Linked DNA regions of Columba livia: region 2 is linked to region 1. The links are chromatin contacts, called in public Hi-C maps. All regions are on one chromosome and are shown on one strand. Each heading gives the region's core, a stretch centred on a gene start, on an enhancer-like site or on the middle of the called end of the contact. The rest is flanking DNA. Distances are from core to core; before and after follow the strand shown. Region 1 holds the start of RWDD4 (RWD domain containing 4). Region 2 overlaps CDKN2AIP (CDKN2A interacting protein).

The links. A called contact is a pair of places that touch in the nucleus more often than the background predicts.
Region 2: a contact with region 1 is called in a Hi-C map of crop, with 1.8 times the contacts expected there. The contact joins the enhancer-like site here to the promoter of RWDD4 in region 1. A contact is called at or near these places in 2 of 2 Hi-C or Micro-C datasets (crop and liver).

Annotation. Positions count from the first base shown.
Region 1 is chr4:34,800,665-34,805,023 of bColLiv1.pat.W.v2, forward strand. It overlaps RWDD4 (RWD domain containing 4), which reads left to right and starts at 1,485. Exons shown (of 8, transcript XM_065061245.1): 1 at 1,485-1,649; 2 at 1,922-2,002; 3 at 2,396-2,451. The coding sequence starts at 2,443. It overlaps TRAPPC11 (trafficking protein particle complex subunit 11), which reads right to left and starts at 1,122. Exons shown (of 29, transcript XM_005500174.3): 1 at 712-1,122. The coding sequence starts at 915.
Region 2 is chr4:34,852,698-34,857,066 of bColLiv1.pat.W.v2, forward strand. It overlaps CDKN2AIP (CDKN2A interacting protein), which reads right to left. Exons shown (of 4, transcript XM_065061248.1): 4 at 1,911-4,369. Among named protein-coding and RNA genes, the nearest start is that of CDKN2AIP, 6.0 kb to the right of the region's middle. Within about 2 kb of position 2,269, at least 3 of the 3 cell types and tissues checked have an H3K27ac peak away from gene starts, as active enhancers do.

The DNA.
Region 1 (4,359 bases), core at 235-2,734:
GAAAAATCAGGTTTATTTTAAAAGGGGGCTCTCAAACAGAGCCAGGAAAAAACAGCATTCTTGTTCCTTGCCAGCATCACAGAACCATGTCATTGCCCATTGACATTACTTCTTAACTGTGATTGGAAAGCAGCAATTAGAGCAAAGATATTATTTCTACTGCATTTCACTTGCCTAAAAGCTTTACTTTTTTTTTTTTTTCAAAATACACCAATTTCAAATATATAGTTTCTGCAGAGTTAAACTTTGGGTTTCATCAAAGCTCAGATTTTACAAGCACACCTTAATGCCGAATAAACGAACAGCAAGTACTTAAAACAATATATATTTGCTTTCTCTGCTTCTCGCTAATGAACTAAGGTGCCGTCGCTTCCTGTGCGTCTATACCACTCCGCCACAGCGCCAGTGGCTCTCCCTTAGCCCTGACAGCCTTTCGCACACTTCAAGTTCCCGGGCTTCCCCTCTAACAGCGGGGGGAGGCAGCAGAGCCCCAGCCGAGAGCTAAGCAGCGCGACTGCCGCTCAGCTGCCTGCGACCCGGGTAAATCAGCGCAAGCCCTCGCTACAGCCCTTCCCCTCGAGGAGACACCCCCTCCCGCATCCCGCCCCTCGGGCCTGCCGCCGGCTCCTGCCACACGGGCAGAGGCCGGAACCCCGCGAGGGGCCGGGCCCGCCAAGGCGGGGCGCAGCCGGGGCACAGGCCGCTGGGTACCTTGGTCCTGCACTTGGGGTACTCGTGGTCGCCGGGCAGCACTTTGAAGGAGATGGGGACACGGTCGGCCCTGCGGTTGGCGCAGAAGGCGTCCCACACGGCCCTGTGCACGGCGTTGTACACCACGTCCAGGCCGGTGAGGGTGACAAACGCCATAGGCCGGCAGCACAGCTCCACTGGGAAGTCCCACTGCGTCGGGGTCATCCTGCGCCCGGGCTGGCAGCCTGCGAGGCGGCGGGAGGGCGACTCTCAGCGCGGCGCCTCGGCGGCCCAGGCCAGCCGCTCCTCCCCGGCCCAGCCCGGCGGCAGGAGCTCTCCGCTGCGTTGCCGGGCTCTGACCCGGTGTCAGGCACGTCCCCCCAGTCGCCGCTCGCAGCCACGGGCAGCACAACCGGGAGCTGCCGCGGGTCACGGGAGGCGCCGGCGGGCGGAGCGAAGGATGAGCCACCGCCTCAGGAAACGAGTGCCGGGCATCGGAAGGGCAGCAGAAGCGACCAATCGACGCCTCCGCTCCTTCGCCGGGCCAGTCAGAGAGGGCCCGCGCGGGGGCGTCACTGGCGAAGGAGCCAGTTAGCTGAAGAAGGAAGGGATGCAAGCCTGGCAGGGCTGGCCAATGGAAAGACAAGGAGGAGGTGACGACTGGAAGAGGGCACCAATAGCAGCGAGCGACCGGGTCCACGCTGCCCTCAGGGGAGGTGTGTCCATCAGGGGAGGTGTGTCCATCAGGCGGGGCCGCTCGGGCCTCCGTGTGCCACACCGGCGCCACACCGGCGGGGCCGCGCCGCGCCAGCCGGTCCCCGCCAGCGGGTCCCGCCCAGCCCCGGCGGCGGGGAGGGGGGGAAGGGAGAGAGGGAGGGAGAGAGTGGGGGACGGGGGGCGGATCTCCGCGCACTGCCCGCCCCGCAGCGCGCGCCATGGCGGCCAACGAAGACCAGGAGGTGAGTCCGGGCCCTGCCCGCGCCCGGGGCCTGAGGGCAGCCGGCCCGGGACGCTCCTTTGCAGCGAGAGGGAACCTCCGTGCGCGGAGAGAGGAGGTGGTGGACGTCGGGAGGGAAGAGCCGGCCGCTTGAGCGGGCGAGGGGGAGGGAGCCGGGCGGCGGCGGGGCGGGGGGAGCGGGGCGGGCCGGGCAAGCGGCGGGGCCGTGCGGAGCGTGTCAAACCGAGCGCCGTGTGCGGGCTGGCGGCGGTGACCGGCTTGTCCGTGCTGCAGATGGAGCTGGAAGCGCTGCGCTCTATCTACGAGGGAGACCTGTGCTTCAGGGAGCTCAGCCCCGTGTCCTTCCAGTACCGGGTAAGGCAGGGCAAGGTCTGCGGGTCTCTGCGGTGCAGGCTTCGCCCCGAAGCTGCTCTGCTGCCTTGTGTTTGACATACCGGGCGTTCTCTGAAACGAATGGGTGTAAGGCGGGCAGTGAAAACTCGATCTGGAGGCCGTTGTTTCAGGATCTTTGGTATGATGATTCTTGATAGTACAATGCTTTGTCTTTAGGAACCTGTTCCCACGCAGGTTTGTCAGCCCTTAGCTGGGCATCCTACCTACACGTCCATGTACTACATAGGTAGAACCGGCAGACTGGCTGCAGGAGCCAGCCTGCTGAGTAATGCTTAATACTTCTTAAACTAAGTAGTCAGTTTCTGTGTAAAGCTCTGAAACTTCCTTATTGCTAAATTACAGTCTTTTGTCCAGAGATAGCTGGCGTGCCTTGTCTACTTGCTAAAGAGAAAATTCACAAAATGCTTCAGGTATGTACATTGATACAGTCTGCTCAGAAAACACATACAGGGAGTGCTGAGCTTGAGATTTGCAATTTTCCAAAATTTAAAGACCTGGAAGTTCTGGGCACAGACTGAGGCAGATCTTTAGGTGGCCAGAGAAATTTACTGAAAACTCAGGCACCTGTGGGACAGAAGGGAGACTTCTGAAAATGCCATATGCATATTACCTTTTTGTAACTTCTCAAATAACTTCAGAATAACATGAGTAGTTGTGATGAAATATAGGTCAACTTAATTAATGGCACTTGAATCCCATCCATTTAAGCGCAGCCTTCCTTCATTGATAGGACCTTTATTAGTAAGTTTGATTTCTTCAAAAGAGTAAATGCAGCATATCTGCAAGCCTGCAGTGTATCATTCTACATTTTACTAGCTTTGCTCGTTGCTAATATTTATTAGACAAAAAATAATTGTCAACAGTTAGGACAACTCAATTTAAGTACTGTAAAACTTAGTGGCAGGAAAGGGCAATAATACAGCTTTCCTATGAAGGAGAATTTGTGTTATGAGAAAGCATAGTGCAAGTGAATGCATGAGAAGGTAGAAAGAATTAGTATCCCATTTTCCTGAGCCTCATTTCTCACACATCTTGCATACAAAACACAGCTGTTTTGTAATCAGCGTGCTATGAAATTGAGATTAAAGAAATATTTTTCAAATATTGAGAAAATGTAGCAGCAACAGCATTTGAAGTAAGGCCACCCAGTTTTTAGGTTGCACTGAAAAGGAGGAGCACGGTCATGTCACGCAGCTCTCCCAATGGATTTGCTCAGTGTGCAGACAGGGCTTTCCTGAGGCAACTCTGTAAACTGCACCCCCAGTTCTCTTCTTGGCACTGGTGGGAACGGGGCTGCTACACTGTAGATAATGTCTTGAAAAATGTTGCAGATTCTTGATGTAAAGTGTTATTTATTTTACCTCTAAAACAGATGCTTGTGAATGTCAGTTTGTCCACTTTGCTGAAACAGACACTGTGAATTAAAAAATGCACCAACTTAAAAAAAAAAATAATGTACGGTACCCTTACCTTGATTAGGACTTTTCTTCTGGTTACACGTCATTCTATAAAATTTGGTGAAGCCAGATATGGACTGTTCTATAATGAGGGAAATAAGGAAGAATTTTCAGGTGGTTTTAGAATACGGATTTAAGCAACTTTGTTGCACTAGTTTTCCAAATAATGTGTGAAACTTGTTTCTGTTTGTATGGCATGCCTTTAGTAGCACCTGTACTAGTTTTAAATTAAAAAAAAAAAAAGTTTTTAAAATTTAATTCAACATAATTGTAAGGATCATATGTGTAATTTGGGTTCACTTAATTGGTTGGATGTGAATGATTATCAAAGTGTGGCTTTTTTAATGTTATGCTTTTTTATCCATTCTCATTCTACTGTCTTCTTAAATCTTTTACTACTCATTCCTTCTTATAATGAAATAAAATAGAGGACAGAAATACTGAAATTCTTATCTGTTGATTTTTGCTGTCTCAGGTCACTAGTTTATCATTCTCTTTATCTCAACACTGTCTTGTGGTTTGTTTTCATATTGCTCTGATCTTGGATGCATGGGAGGGGGAAAGAAGGCTTCATCTTTTCTGTTCACATATATTATTGTATAATATTTGGCTTGCAGATGCTGCAAAGTAGTTTTTAAAACAAAGCAATTAAATAAAAAATAAAGAGAGCTTTGAATGTTTCTCTTGCTTTTCCTAGGATGAAAACTGCAGGTAGGAGTTAATATTGATGTCAGGAATTTAGTATTTTTTCTAGATAACAGCTTTATTTTCTGATACTTTTATGATGATAATAGTTGTTATCTTAAGGAATCTGGATAGTCTTAAACAAGTGAAAGACATGCATATTGACATTGTGATGCT
Region 2 (4,369 bases), core at 1,019-3,518, 53 kb after region 1:
TCTTCTGATGTGTGCTTTTTTCCCTCAGTCTCTGGACCACTAGATCATGTCTCTTCATTATCAACTATAGTTGAAATGAGTTTGATGTTTTACCTTTTCTCTCCTGTTAACAAATTTGAAGACCAACATTTACCACAAACTATTATAGAAGTGAGAGAATATTGTCCATACACAGAGAAAATGAGCCCAAATTGTTGAGGTGCTTTAGTGCAATCTTTAGGGTCCAAACAAACAAAAAAATCAAAACCCCACATCAATCACTACACAAGCTTCAGCTTGTCTACACAAGTGTGTCTGCAGTCTTCAGCCTGTACTGCAACTGCTACCTGCACTACAAAAGGATGACAGCTCATGAAATGTTAGCTTCATAGAGCCTTAGATATATCCTTTTTAGCAGATGAAACTAGGACACCAGGATTTCATTACAGCTTCTCAACAACAAAGAAAAAAAACAACAGAGAACTTCTTAAAGCTGTGCCCTAGTTTAGTTGTTTCTTTTGGGATGTGTTCTTTGATAGCATTTTAATTTGAAATCTCTTTTTTTCCCATGTACATATAGCTGATCATATGAAGAATTATGGGAGAAAAGAAAGACACTTAAGTAGTTCAAGTGACTAAGACAGCAACCAAAAAGATGGCTCAGGCCAGGGGGTTTGTCAGCCCTTTGTGCACCCTTTCAAAGCTCTGGTGTGAAGCAGTCAGAGCTGCCATAGCTAGTTCTGCAGGGAGCTACTCCCCGCTCTGCACGCTGGTCTCCTCTGCTGAGCGCAGGGCTCTGACATTGCTGAAAAGGTGTCGCTGTGCAGATATTTCTGGGAGAAGAATTGCAAATGTTGGAAACCAGCGGGGTTTGCAAACTGCACTGTGCCTGCAGATAGGCCGTGTGCCTGTAGTTGACCAAAAAGAAACACACTGCTAGTTCAGCAGACCTGAACTAGGGCTTACCACGGGAGCTTCATGAATACCAATAGAGCGTGAACCAGAAGGATGCATTGGCTCTGGGCAGCTTGGGTGCTCCATTTATCACGTTTTTGGCTTGAGATGCCTGAACTTCACGTTATTTTGGGCATCTCTGCCAGTGCCCTTCTGTCACGTTTCATACCCAGACATGACTTATGGGCAGCAGAAGGCTTACTTCCATGGAGTCAAGCATGGTGATGCTTTATTTGTTTGACAAACTAGAGGTAAGAACAGAACTGCCTATGATATTAATTCAGCTTATCAGCACGGCTAGAACATATGCATGATTGCTGCAGGGAGCAGCATCTTGCATAGATTCTCCTGATAGGGAGCATAAGCATGAAAATCCGCCTCGAGAGGGCAGGTAACCCTGGTGGCACTCACTGCTCAGAGGTGCTGCTTTCTCTAGGAGGCCCAAGCGAGCAGGGGAGCCCCAAGCGAGCAGGGGAGCCCCAAGCGAGCAGGGGAGCCCCAGCTGCACATCCCGCAGGCACAGCCCTGCACATCAGCGTGTGCGTGACTGCTGCGCTGGAGAGGTGAGATGTTTGTGCTACATCAGCTTTTGTGCCGTCACTCAGATATGCATCAGGCTCTTCTGCGTTTGCTGTTCAACTGTTTGTTGCGTACGGCAAACGAACATGACAAGATGCGCCCATCTGGCCTCTTCCTTCTTACTGGAGCAGGGAAGGAAGGAAGGAAAGGCTTTCGGGCAGGGACATGAGCTCGGTCAGGCCTCCCTTAATGAGCCTGTAGGTCAGGAGGCACGCCAAGGTTCTGCGGGTGTGAGAATGGGGTTGCGGGATGCATCCTGCCAGCCAGAGCCCCTGCCGTGGAAGCGGTGTGGCCCCACGCGCGCTTTGCTCTGCCTGCAAACATCTCTGCTGTGCCGAAGGGGTCCCACGCAGCAAGTTTTCCCCCACGATGTTCCTCCGCTGGGACGGTCCAGCAAAAAGGGATGGCCTGAGAGTGAGCCCCGTTCTGTTAGTGCGCCTGCGCACTACCTGCGTTTCTGTGACCGTGACGAGAGCCCGCCCCGCCCTCACCCGCTCGGCCCGGGGGCGTCTCGGCGGGGACTGTGAGTCGGGGGCGGGCCAGGGCGCGCACAGCGCCCGACACTCTCTGCCGGCGGTCCGGGGACTTTCCCCTAGGCGGGCGCGGGGCCCATGAGGAACTACTGTCCTCCGTGCGTGGCCTAGCGAGCAGGTCTTCAGAACATCCCGACCGCTTTACAAATACACGTCGCCAGCTTATATCGGCCGGGGTCAGGAGACCCTCCGGGATAGGGCGAACAGTGCACGCCGCCCCGTTTCTCTTTCTGCTGGTCTCCGCAGCCGGTGCACAGACAGGCAGGCTGCCCGACCGGCCCCATAGAACCGCCACGCTCCCGGGGAGCGCGATTCCTGCCCCACGGAGGGTCCACCGGCGCGGCCCCACCCCCAGGAATACATTAAGCAAATGATACGCTGCAGCTCCGCCCCTGCGCGGGCCTGGGGGAAGGGCGGGAACCCCGCCGGCGGGACGCTCTGGCGCCACCTCGTGGCCAGCGCCCAACCTCACTTCCCCTGCAAGCTGGAGAGTTTTCACCGGTAGCCGCCAGAACTGGTGTGTACCTGGTAACCTGCTAACAGCAACCGGCGGGGCCGCTGGCCGCAAGGAACCAGCCATACGGACCTGAGCTGTCCTAGCGGCCCTCAGAGGAAACGGAGTCATGCTTAATGACTGCAATTTCCTGCACTCCCGCTGAAAAAGCAGGGTCAGTTTTTCTTTCGGTCGGTTGGTTTCATTTGCCCCCAGACAACTTTGCACACCCACAGTGTTTGTGCATTTGTTCCAGACGGTCCTCATCAGCAGGGTCTGACAATTAAAGGCCAGTGGCCAAATTGCCAGAGACCAGGACAGCACCTGGAAGGGAGACTCAGAGGTTTTACAGCTGATGGGACTGTACCAACACTTCTTTGCCACAGCCAGTTCTTCAAATTCTTTTTCTTACTTTAGGGTTAATGAAATGTTAATAAATTCTCATTCAAACGCTTAATGCTTATTGCTTAACACTTGTATGCTGGAATTTGCCCGTTGAGCTGCTTTCCATGCAGAATGTGAAATTAAAAAAAACACATCCACTTTCAGTTTCTATTAAGAGTAGCTACAGACTCATCCTTTAATGAATCACAACCAAACATCAAAGAGGAATAACATTCACAAAATTTTTTAAAAAGTAAGCTTAAGTCAGGACTTTAAAAAGGCATCTAGCACCTCAGCCTTTTAACACAGTCACCCCAACATCCTCTCGAGGTTGGTAAATACTGTTGGCTTTGCTTTACAGACAAGAAACACAGGTTTTCACATTGCAACACTTGCTGCAATTCTCAACCAGAGATCTCAAGATGCCGAAATAAACAGCTAGAAAGGCTGTACTTCAGAGGGCACAGGGCGCAATTCCCACCCCACAAAAACAGTCACTCCATGTCTCTACCCAAACAGGGTGAGGATCTAAAAACAGATCTCATGCTTCCTGGCATGAACACCACAACTCCTATATACAGCATGAAATTTGCTCTGTGCTAGTAACACACACCAATTCTTGAGCTGTGTGAGATGCAATTTAACACATCGCGTTCCACACTCCAGGTGATGCTCCAGAAACACAGAGGGGGAGCTCCTGAGAAACCTAACTAGAGCCAAGGGCGACTGCAGGCACTGCAGCACAGGTATCAGATGGAGGAAGTTCTCAACTGGCATGGGGAAGCACGAGCGCCTTACAGGCTTCGAGTGCTATGGACCAGGCAGCCGCTGCTGTTCAAAATCATGTAGGGTACAGTGTAACAATGCCATTGTGGTTTAGTCCCAAAATCACAAAAGAACCTGAAGTCTCTAAGTGGACACATATACTACTGGATCCCAGGAATTCCTAATCACTGCTGTACTACTCGATCAATGGATCTGTCAGTCAAGTGTCAGGTCTCCATTAAATGACACTAGCTATTGTAATCAGACAAGATTAATCCAAAATAGCACTGAAGACGTCATGTTTTTACAATTATATGTCATTATGCAATATATCAAAACATGCAGTTTGTGCAGGTATTTCAGGAACATTGAAAATAAAAAGTAATCTACTTTCTTTGCTTCAAACCATCTGTACATTGCGTAAAAATGTAGCAAAGGAAGGGCTCAATCAGCGTGAATGCTTTACAATACACTCTCTGTCCCCAGGAGACAGCAGCATCTTCATTTTTCTTCTCTCGGTAAGTGATACAAAAGTAGAAATGGATATTCTATAGGTCCACTCTATCAGTTTTACAGTATTTCAGCTATGCATCCAAAAAAAACAACTCCTTGTGGAACTACACCTTGAAGCAACTCAAAGTAAAGCTTTTCTTAAGGTGTTGCAAAGTTATTGAAATGGTTG